Regions from separate parts of the Mus musculus genome. Here region 2 is linked to region 1. A link is a contact called in public Hi-C data. All regions are on one chromosome and are shown on one strand. The core of a region is the stretch at or near the end of the contact, and the rest is flanking DNA. Distances in the headings are between cores, read along the strand shown.

Region 1 (5,770 bases), core at 2,418-4,917:
GTCCCATTTACCATGGTATTCTTCAAGGATGCTGGCTATGTAAATGTAAGTGCAATGGAGTCATCCCTCTGCTGATGACCCTCTTGGCAAGGTTCTCTTAATGTCCTTCAAATAAAGTCCAAAGTTTCTTACATGGCTTGTGGTACCCTAGCATGTCTACCCTTGGACTGGAGAGGTAGATCATTAGTTAAGAATGTGTACTGGAGTTATTCCACAGCACCCACATTAAAAAGCTCACATCACTGTAACTGAAACTTCAGGGGATCAGATGTCCTCATCTTGCCTCTAAAGGCACTACACGCATGTGCACATGCATCCAGACATACATACATAAACGCACACGTCATAATGAAAACTACTCTGCACTCTTTGTTGACTTCATCTTTTGCTCCTGTTCTTTTTTGTTGTTGGTGGTGGTTTTGTTTGTTTGTTTGTTTGTTTGGGTTTTGTTGTTGTTGTTGCTGTTGTTTTTTCGAGACAGGGTTTCTCTGTATAGTCCTGGCTGTCCTGGAACTCATTCTGTAGACCAGGCTGGCCTCAAACTCAGAAATCCGCCTGCCTTTGCCTCCCAAGTGCTGGGATTAAAGGCATGCACCACCACACCCCAGCTTGTTCCTGTTCTTAACATACATCAGGCACACACAGGATTTGGGCTTTTGTTCTTTTTTTTGCTGAGTTCATTTCCACTTGGGGCCTTTGTACTTCGAAATGCCTCCATTCAGATCTTGTGTAGGACTTTATTCAAATAGCTCTTCCTCATCCAAGGTTTTATTTTTGAATGTATGTACCTATCTCATCCCTTTTGGTACCACATCCTTCATTGTGAAGAATCATTTTTTTCTCACATTACTTTCTTTTATGACTGAGCCATTCATTGCTCACTAGTTGACACCACCTCATGTTTGCATGTATTTTCTGACACCTCCCCATGTCTGTATGCAAACTTAAAGAGAACATGCTCTTGGTTCCCAGTACCTATTATATTAGCAGACACTCAAATTGCATTTGTTGAGTGGACGAATGAATGATAAGTCAATGAAGAAATAAAGCATTCAGTTGTAACTGTTTTCTGTCCTCTTACAAAAATAAGCCCTGACGTTCTTAATTCAGTAGGAGGCTTAACAAATATTAATACATGTGGTATTTGAAGGGGCAGCAAAAATTTCTGGGGCATATCACTCTCTGGGAATAAAAATTTCAATGATTAATGAACTCATTCATAAAATCTGAAGAAAAAAAATGACATTCAAGCCAGATTTCTCTAATGGGATGGAACCTTCCATGGACCAGTGGGATACACTTATGCAAATCCAAGACCAGAACCTGGGTAGGAACATGAGCATCACTAAACCCCTTCCTTCTCTGATGTCTCCCTGAATGTACAGAAGAACAGACGGAAGTCCCCGAGAAGTGGAGCAAGGTGGAGAGGCTGTGTGTGTGAGTATTTGTGTCTATCCAGTATTTCTATTCCAAGCTCTAGTAATCCCCCTAGTAGATCTGGATCAGGAACCTTTGGGAGGTGATTAGGTGGTGAGGTGGAGCTCTCGTGAATGGGCTGCCTTGTCTCTTCTGTTTCCTGAGGACGTTGCTAGAACATGGCCAGCTACGAGAAACAAATGCCAAGTGTCTGAGCCCCTTGATCAGCGTTGTGAGAAAGAGACTTCTGTTGTTTATAAGCAGCCCAGTCTTGTGTACTTGGTTGTATCAGCCTGAATACACAACAGAAGGTTTTAATAAGGCTTGATATTGGGATCAGTGCCTGTGGATGAGAAGACAAGAAAGAATGGAACAAAGAGGTTGACCTGGGTTCTGTCTCTTTGGAGAACTTGGCTGCCCCAAGAGGCATTTTGTCCCAAAATGTCATTTCTTCTATCTTTTAGCCAGGGTCTTCAACTTTGATATTAGCTCTTGGGTGAGTCATCAGAAGTGAAAAACTCTGGAAATAGTTGTATCTTTCTGCCAAATGACTCTGTTGAGCAAAGAGAATCCCCAAAGAGATGCTGTCTGTCTCTGCCAGTAGCTCTGCTACAGCAGTGAGGATGGTTCAGCCATGTAGAGAGATCTGAATAGTGACCCTAATGACGACCACGCCTCAGAGCCCAGAGAGGAATGGACTTCATCTTTCCCCCCAAACACTGAGTGAGTGGGGAACACTTGCTCCCTGCTTTGAGCCAACATTAGAGAAGATGGCAATCCAGACTCAGCCTGAAACACCACATCTAGCAGCTGTGCTTATTTTATTTTATCTTATTTTATTTTTTTAAGTTTAAGGAAGCCAGCTGTTTGCCCCACCCCCAATTTTGGTCCTTTATTTCTTTTTTGTATCTTAAGTCATGAATTCATAGGGAACGTGTTCCCGCAGCTCAGGTCCCTGGACATTAGCTCTCCCAAATGTGCTGCTCTTGGTGGGGCAGGATGGTGCTTCAGGTGTCTTTCCTGGGCTTCCATGGTACACAGGACATTCCTTTTTAAACAGTGCCTGTTCCCTTCATTCCCTTCATGTCTACAACGTCACCCTTCTTTTAGATTCAAAAATATATGTTCAAAGAACACCTCTTTGTTCCCTAAAAGGCCTGGGGAAATCATAGAAGGTGCCTCACCTCTTTCCCCAAAGATGGCTTTTGTTATCTAGTTTTAGAAACACCATCATCCCCTCCAGTTTTAATAACCTAGAATTGGCCAATACAATTACATATATTTAAGATGTATTATTTGATAACAGCAAATCATCAAATACTAGTCTCTTGGTAGCAGTGTAAACTGTTCCTCACCAGCATGTCCCTCGTGTATGACTAGCTCAGTGGTTCTCAACCTTCCTAATGTTGTAGTCCTTCAATAGAACGCCTCATGTTATGCTGATCCCCTACCACAACATTATTTTTGTTGCTACTTCATGACTACAATTTTGCTACTGTTATGAATTATAATGTAAATATCTGATGCATAGGATGGTCTTAGGTGACCGCTGTGAAAGGGTCATTTTATGCCCAGAGGAACTGAGACCCACAGGTTGACAACCTCTGATCTATCTGATATGTGATCTGATGTGTGTGTGCATGTAACATACACCTGTGCATATGTACACTTGTGCTTCACTCTCTGAGCGAATTTCAAGCTTGTCTCAGTGCTAACAATATTTACTGTGCCCACATGTTAGTTCTTCAGGATTTGACCACACAAAGCACAGGCATCTTCTGAACGCACCGATCTGCCTTGGTCCTGTGACATTTAGTGGTGTTTACAAAGAAGTGGAGAGAAGAGGAAACAGAGGCCAAGGGCCAACAGATGTCCATCCTGCAAAACACTCTGAAGGAGGCAAGGAGGCAGCATTGCTTCTGGGACCCCAGTAGCTCAGAGAGCAGGAAACTCCTCCCACAGAATGCAAGATAACCAAGAAACAACCTCTTGGGATACCTCCCAGGCTACCCCATGGTCTGCACTGAGAACTGAGCTGTCATTCATCAACAGTGTTGAGAACGTCAAATGTTAGCTACAGACATGACATCAGCGCTGGTGGGGGACTTCCCAGACAAGGCCAAAATTTCACTGCACAATTAATTTACTGATTGCTGTGATGATTATGGGATGTCATAAGATTTGCATGGCTGTCCATGGAAGTTCACTCTCTTCTGGGTTAGGGTCTGAGAAGAATCCTTTTGCATTGTGTGATGTCATCAGAGTAGGAAATGCACTCACAGCAGCAGTTTAAGCCCAGCTCCTCTTTCGGAAGGCCCCATGTCAAACCTGAGCCCTAGTGGTGACCTTTTCAATTGCTTCCATTCATCAGGCAGGCAGGCAGGAACCACGATTTCACGAGCTATGAATCAGTCTTTTCACCAGGAAATTGGTTTTTGAAAGAGCCTGGTGGTGATGACTAAGAGGTTTTATACACTGGAGTTTCAGTTAATGTCTGTGGTTTCTTGTTTGTTTGTTTGTTTATGTTTTATGACTTGAGGGAAAAATTCAAATCTAAAACTAGATTTCTATTTCTCTACATGGATCTTTGTAAATATACCAACAGTGCTGTGTGTTTGTCTGTGTGACTATGTATGTGCATGTGTGTTTATGTGTGCCTGTGTGTATTTGTCTCTGTGTGTGTCTCCTTGTATGTTAATGTGTATATGAGAGTTTATGTGTAGTATATTTGTGTGTTGGTGTGTTTGTGTAGATTTGTGTTTATGTGAGTGTTAGTGTCTGTGTCTCTCTGTGTGTGTGTGTGTATTGCAGAAGGCAGTATTATAATTTGACATTTTTTTGAGTTAACAACTTTTTTATTAGATATTTTCTTTATTTACATTTCAAAGGCTATCCCAAAAGTCCCCTATACCCTCCTGCTACCCTGCTCCCCAACCTACCCACTCCCGCTTTTTCATTTTCATTGCTGTTTCTTGACATAGTGGGGTTTTAAAGGTTTATTCAGAAGTGCAGGGGGAAAAAAAACAAGGAAAAATGCCCGTCTTGCAAATCAACATATGTTTCTAATTTTAAATCTAAAATAACAAGACAGGAGCGAAGGCAAGCTGTGCAGGCTTTCTGTAGGGCTGTAGGTCTGGGAAGGCAAGGTCTCTTCTTAAATTTATTTACAACTTCAGCATTCATTACCCAATGGAAATAATTGTTTGGAATGAAACGAACGTATTAAGAAACAATTGTTGAGGACCACATCTGTGTAGGAGTTTGGATAAAATCTAGTTAGGGATAGAAAACAAAGCAAATACTCAGATGGGCATGGTGGCTCAAACCTAAGATTCCAGCACTCAAGAGGCCGGAAGATCATTATGAGGTTGAGGCCAGCCTGGGCTTCATAGTGAGCCCCACACCAGTCTGAGCTATAGCACTGAGACCCTGTTCCCTTGCTTCTCAAGCTTACTGATGCTGGGAGCCTTTAATACAGTACTTCAGGGTGTGGTGATCCCAAGCAAAAGTTATTTTCATTGCCATTCTAACTGTAATTTTGCTCCTGTTACAAATCATAATATAAATATCTTATATGCAGTATACCTGACATGCAATCCCAATGAAAGGGTTATTTGAGACCCCAAAAGGGCCATGGTCTATAGGTTGAGAACCACTAACCTGACTATAGAAATAAACAGCCACTCCAAGATGATAAATGGCTAACTTTTGTGCAGATATTTTTCAGGTGTTCAAAAAAGAAGTTGACCTAGTCTGAGAAGGATTGGTGGGTGAGGAGTTTTGGATCTATGTCCTGAAGAGGGCTAGAAGGACATTGTGGGCAAAGAGAGTGTTCAGTGATAGAGAGGAGCAAGCTCATCAGGTCATAGAGAATGGTTTCTGTGCATGGAGCTGTGTGTGCACACTGAGGATGTAGGCAGAAAGCAGACTAGTGGACTAGCACAACAGGCTTAGGAAACTGTTGCTATTTTTGTTGCAGTCCAATACTGGTTACACAGTGTCAATGAGTCTTTGAAGGTGGGTGTTGTGGCGCAGAGAAGGGCAGAGTAGAAAATGGCTCGTTTTTTTCTACACGCTACAAGAAAGCTGAGGGACTGGGCAATAGCAGTGGTACTTGACTGGCACAGGGTGGCTTTTATTTGAGAGATGTCCATTGGGTTAGGGTTCCCACCATGAAATTCCTGCCATGCAAATGAAGACAGTCCTGCTGGCTGCTATTTCACAGTGGGGACTGGGTTTATACGGCAGCCACTGGGTGGTACCAGATTGATTCTAATTAGCCAAAAACTGTTGTTTTCTTTTATGGTATCATTTATGCCTGTGGGTCCTGATAGTAACCAATGCCCTATATTCC
Region 2 (5,770 bases), core at 1,202-3,701, 330 kb before region 1:
GCTGCCTTCAGAACTGCTCACAGCACCCCACCTGCCTACTCCACGGCCGACGGAGCCAACCTCTCAACGCCACTCCATTGGACTTCTTCCTTGATTCATTCCCATTTGTTTGCCATGTCCTACATGGGCAAGGGTTGGTAAAAAGGGAAAATAGATACTCCCTTAAATTAAGACTTTGGGGGGGGGGAGTATTGTATGACCCACACTTACGTATATTTTTAAAATAAAAAATGGAATTTACCTCATATGGAATTCACCTGTCCCTGGGTGTCCTGTATTTATACCTGGGAACCTCCTATGCAGACAACCATTCTAAAACTCCATTTCTATCATTCTGAATTCTTCCAGTGGTCCCTGTTGCCTCTGTAGCTGGAGCCAGGAGCTCAGAACCTTGTAGGTAGTTAACAAAAGATACAGTGTGCGTTTGAAGGAATGGTAGACACAGAACAACCATTTCCCCATCCCAGACATTCATTCACATGTAGATTTTAAAGCTATACAATGAATCTCAAATAAGGAAAACACACACACACACACACACACACACACACACACACACACAGCCACCTCTACATACTTACCCCTCCATACCTCAGCCCCCCACATAAACACACTGCCACCCCAACATAATTTACCCCCACCTCAGCCTCCCACGTATATACACTGTCACCCCCACATACTTATACCTCCCAACTCACCCCCCACATACTTACCAACACACACATCTCTCCCCCTGATACACACTGCCAACCCATATACTTACCCCCACATCTCAGTCCCCCACATACACACACTGCCACCCCCACATACTTATCCTTCCCGCCTTCCCCCTAGCCCCCCCCCCCACTTGTCAGAAGCCTGGGCTAAGCCAAGTCACTTGGATTGTGCTTAGAGACTCTTGTCTGGGCTCTTTCCTCCTTTCCTCTCACTACTGTCCAACATGGACCCTGCCCTGCCCTAGCTTTTCTCTACCCACTGACCATGTTCACCCCTCACAGCCATCTTGCTCCCACGGTAGTGCTCCTGCTATGCAGGCCATCCATGCCCCTCCCTGCACCCTCCCTTTCTGTGGTCAGAGTGCCCTGTCTGTCTAGGGCAGCTTTGATGGTCCTTGAGTCTTTCTCTCCAGCAGTCCTAAGAGGAGCAGCCCTAAGGGACTTGACCATGCCCCACGGCCTCTGTCTTCTATCTTCTTAGTGACAGAGTTAGGTAAGGGTCATGACCCTATCTTGTGCGTTTTTAAATGCCACTTGAAACATTGTTGTCCATGTCATGCTTAGTGTATATTTACCAGGGGTCTGAACACTCACAAGCTCATCAGCTGCAGAGTGGTGACAAAGCATCAGATCAGGGATGCCTCCATCCCAACCCTTCCTGGCAGCAGTTGTCCCCTCCCAACTGTGGTTTCCAGCAGTTTCCAAGTCAGCGTTTTCAACCCAGGTCATTTAAGTGTTGGCTTAAATGATGTTTCATGTAAAGCTGATTAGAACCCAGCTCTGAAGGTTTTTTAAAGTGACACCCTCTGATTTGTTGACCCTCCCAGTGACATTCTGGCTGGTCTGAGCAAGGCAGGCTGCCAGCTCCAAGACTGGTGTGCAGCCAGCTGTGCCTTCAAAGAACTCCCTCTTCAAGGCTTTCTTCTCTCTAGATATCACAGCTGCCTCTGGGAACTCTGTGGCCAGTCTGGGCTCTTCTGCAAGTCTGGTGCTGTCTAAATCCTGCCCCGTTTCTTCTCTTTACATAGCCGTTCTACATTCCACAGGAATATAGCCTTTGTTGTAGCATTGAGCTCAGAGCTCCACAGGATAAACCTGGGGTTCTCAACCAGATAGAATGGAAGTAGTGCTTTTAAAAGCCCACCTCAAAGAGACAATACTAGGCCCAGTGGACAGGACTGCAATGAAGAGACTGGAAACCATGGTCAGAGAGGAGACTGGCATGTGGTCGGGGAAGGCTTCTCCTGGGCTAGGAGTTTTCTTTCAGTCCTCCTGCTTTAGTGTCTGCCAGACAGGACCTGGTATCCAGTCTTGTGCCAGGTGCTAGGAACTGTGGAAGTGGCTAAAATCCAACCCCTGGCTGTCCCCCCTGCCCCCCAGTGGACGGGATGGGCCTGAGTGCAGTGGCAGCTCAGCATAGTGGTCCAGAGCACTCACATGGTGTCAGAGGGCCTGGCTTGGCCAGTGATGGGCTGTGTGCCCTTGAGCAAGTGGGTCACTCTGTCTTGTGTTTTCTATTCCAAGATTGGGCTCACTTCAAAGCCTGTTCTCTAAGTTCCTGGTGGACCCTCAGTGCCTGGTGTTATTTATTATTCACACATGGGAGGTAGAGGAAGAGTGGGGGTGCAGAGAAAAGAGCAACTTCTTGGAGAAGGTGGGGCGTAGGGGCTTCAAAGAAGAGGTGACATTTGCTTTGCACCCTGAAAAACAAGTGGGAGTTCAGTAGACATGGCAGCTTCAAGAAAAGCTGAGGTGCTGGGTGTGTGGTCAGAGGCAGACAGAAGACTGCAGCTGTGGGTGAGGACAGGTACTTGCAGGGAGGAGGAGTGAAGGTCTATACTGGGGCCACATAGCTTAGGGGGGCCTTGAAGGTCTGCACTGGGGCCACATAGCTTAGGGGGGCCTTGAAGGTCTGCACTGGGGCCACATAGCTTAGGGGGGCCTTGAAGGTCTGCACTGGGGCCACATAGCTTAGGGGGGCCTTGAAGGTCTGCACTGGGGCCATATAGCTTAGGGGGGCCTTGAACGCATGGGCTGGATCATCACAGGAAAGCAGACAGGGTCTCCAGTGGACAGGTGGAGACCCTGTGACTTTTTCTTGCTCCCACAAGCTGAAGAAGGAAGGTAAGAGCTCTAAGGAATTAATGTAATGAACACAGTCTCCCCAAGGTCACTGAGCCAGTTGGCAGAGCTGGCATTTGAGGTGGGCTCGGGCTCTGCAGCTTTGTCACATGGCACAAGCTCACTACCTTGAGGCCTTGCTGCCCATGTGCCCAGTTAGATGGGACTGTGCACATAAGACCACACTTCTCAAGAACTAAAGTGCAGCTGAAACTGACCTTGCTGAATCGGTATCAAGATTTAGTCTGAGGTACGTTTCAGACAACTAACAAATTGGTTAGGCTGTATCCAGATGGCCTGGACCTCAGTAACTGTGAGCATATGACTGTCTTAGCATAAAAATCACCGTGGCAAGCACTGTTATCTTTGCATTGGTGTTGGCTTGGCATGACTAAGATATACCCCACACTGGCTGGGTAATTTTTGCTTTCGCCAAGGGCTTTGTTCCCTTAAGGGCCCATCATGTAGCACTTTGTGTGGGCTCCAGGCGTGAGGAAGAGTCCAAGTGCCAAGAATCAGCAGGATGAGAGCTCTGCTCTACCTGGGTAGGATCCAGGGTGAGCAAGATGGTTGTTAAATGCTGGTCTGACAGAAATGGTGGCAGCCAGCGGGGGAGCATGGTTAATAGTCCCTGTGTCAGCTTGGACACTAGGATCCTTAGTCCTACAAACATTGTAGCACTTTTGCAGGCCTCAGGATCAGAACACTAGACTCCTGGCAGTGGCCAGTGTTATAGTGGCCAGTTTATAGTGGCCAGCTCTCTGCAGCTCTGCTGGTAAGCAAGGCCTGCAGGTTCTCCTATCTGGCTCCTCAGTGCGCGCTCTCTCTCTCTCATTCTCTCTCTCTCTCTCTCTCTCTCTCTCTCTCTCTCTCTCTCTCTCTCTCTCCACACACACACACACACACACACACACACACACACACACACACACACACTTCATTTTCTACCTGGTTGCTCTGGAATTGTTATTAACAAGGCATCCTGACCCCTTCTGTATCTGCTACCTGGATTAGCAGAGAAGCTGGCTAATCCCTGGGATTGTGCATGAGAGCCAGGCACATGTTACTCCTTGGGAACTGGAACAGCTAGCTGACTGCTTAGGAAGTGGGCATCAGCATCTGCTGTTAGTGAGATTGTTGGCCATCAGGTAGGATTCAGGAAAGCAGACAGGGTCTCCAGTGGACAGGCAGGGTACACAGCAGGAGAGCCACCTACTGCAGGACTTTCAGCTCTCAAGCAGTGGCTACTATTTGGAAGCACAGTGATGGGGACTAAAGACTGGGCATTAATGGTCCCAGCTGCTGAGTCTACCTCTTTATAAGCTGTCAAGTCCACAGTTGCCCCATCTGTACTGTCTCCACTACAGGCCTACCCTGCATAAGAACGTAGAGGAAAGAGGTGAAGGAAGGGTGGAGGGAGAAGAGACAGGGTGAGCCAGCAAGCTTCCATCCTTCACTGGGCCTCGTGTCATAAGCAAGCAGCACGAGAGAATGTTTCCCAAGGGGTGTTTGGACCTATCACTTGTTTGGATCCACCATCCTCTTAGCACCAATCACAGTCATTAATGCTTGTGTTTTTGACCAATCACAGTTTTGCTCCTTAGCACCAATCGCTTTTGTCCCTTCACTCTGAGAAGTGCTGCCTCTTTAACCAAGGAGGAAATGGTTCATCTAGGGTTGCAGTTATAGAAAGGCAGCCACAAACTGTTTCAAACAGATGGTTTGAAGAGGTCATGGAGAGTTGATTAGCTGGTGTTGGTGTAAGAGTGGCGGCACTGACCAGCACATTACAGTAGGCCTTTACTTATGCCATCCCAGGAATGAAGTGAGAACCCAACACCTGCTGACTAGAGTCCAACTGCCCCTTCCCCAACACCACTGCTTACCAATGGGCTCACAAGCAGCTTGTACTTGCTATGAACATAAGAACCACTGACAACAGCTTCAAGACATTTTAGCCATGCTTCCACACCTCACCAGGCACCCAGAGTGTGCCACGAACTCCTATCTGTCTTACAGCTGGGCTAGGGCCTGCGATGGCTCCTCCACCTCACACAGTCTTTTGTTGTTCTGAGTGGATTCTCAGCTGTTCTGACTTTGCGGGGAAAACACCCACTGGCCAAGGCCCATAGTCGTTCTGTCCTAGAACCTCCTGGGAAAGTAACTGGGGAGGGAAGACCTGGCTGGCAGTGAGCAAGCAGGCAACAGGTGGAGGGAATTCCCACCTCCATCACTCCTCGATGCCAGGAGCTGAGACACTACCACAGAGCTTGTAATACATATCACAGGGCACCTGCCGCTCACTGGCATGCCAGCATGAACTGGCTGATCTACCTCAACACTTACTCTTATTGCTTGTCTTTCCCTTTTCTCCAACATGTAGTGTGAGGAGCAGGTGTGGCAGCAGTCCCAAGAAGGCGCCAGGGACTGCAGCTAAGTCTTATGACTTGCACCTGACTTCCTCATACACCTGAAAATAAGCCACGACCATCGTGAGAGCTGCGCAGGTGCACCAGGATACTGGCGAATCCATTTTGGTGGAGACATGCCCCTGCCGCCCTGATTAGCATGCCTGGTGAGGTGATGTGGCCTGCCGTGAGTGGATGAGGGTTGAGAGTATATAAGAGTGAGAGGCCCGGGTTAGAGAAAAAGGAGAGAGAAAAAGATGAAGCGAGAGAGATGAAAACGGAAGTTTGCTGAATAAACTGCTGTTAGAAGAACTGGTGGTCGTGTCGTTCTTGCTGGTCGAGAGAGGACGCGACAATGTAGTTAGGCAGCTGTTTGGTCTTCTTGCCTTTCCTCTTCATCCCTATCCCCCCCACCCCCCATCACCACCATGAGTAAGCTCATGTGAGGACCACATCTGCTCCATCCCTTCTTGCAGCCAGCGTGAGGATGGGAGTAAGGGCTTTTTTCTCTGCACCACTGGTCCT

Evidence for each region. A called contact is a pair of places that touch in the nucleus more often than the background predicts.
Region 2: a Hi-C map of Th2 cells shows a contact between it and region 1, with 2.2 times the contacts expected there. The contact joins two enhancer-like sites. A contact is called at or near these places in 1 of 15 datasets of contacts at CTCF or cohesin (large pre-B cells), 4 of 484 Hi-C or Micro-C datasets (Th2 cells, embryonic stem cells, granulocyte-monocyte progenitors and 1 more), 3 of 115 datasets of contacts at active chromatin or transcription factors (cardiomyocytes, extraembryonic endoderm stem cells and trophoblast stem cells) and 1 of 9 other capture datasets (embryonic stem cells).

Annotation. Positions count from the first base shown.
Region 1 is chr9:14,008,423-14,014,192 of GRCm38.p6, reverse strand. No RefSeq gene overlaps it. Among named protein-coding and RNA genes, the nearest start is that of 1700019J19Rik, 79 kb to the left of the region's middle. Within about 2 kb of position 3,667, at least 46 of the 459 cell types and tissues checked have an H3K27ac peak or open chromatin away from gene starts, as enhancers often do. A contact at or near this core is called in Th2 cells, where this site is marked.
Region 2 is chr9:14,334,717-14,340,486 of GRCm38.p6, reverse strand. No RefSeq gene overlaps it. Among named protein-coding and RNA genes, the nearest start is that of Gm34156, 32 kb to the left of the region's middle. Within about 2 kb of position 2,451, at least 15 of the 459 cell types and tissues checked have an H3K27ac peak or open chromatin away from gene starts, as enhancers often do. A contact at or near this core is called in Th2 cells, where this site is marked.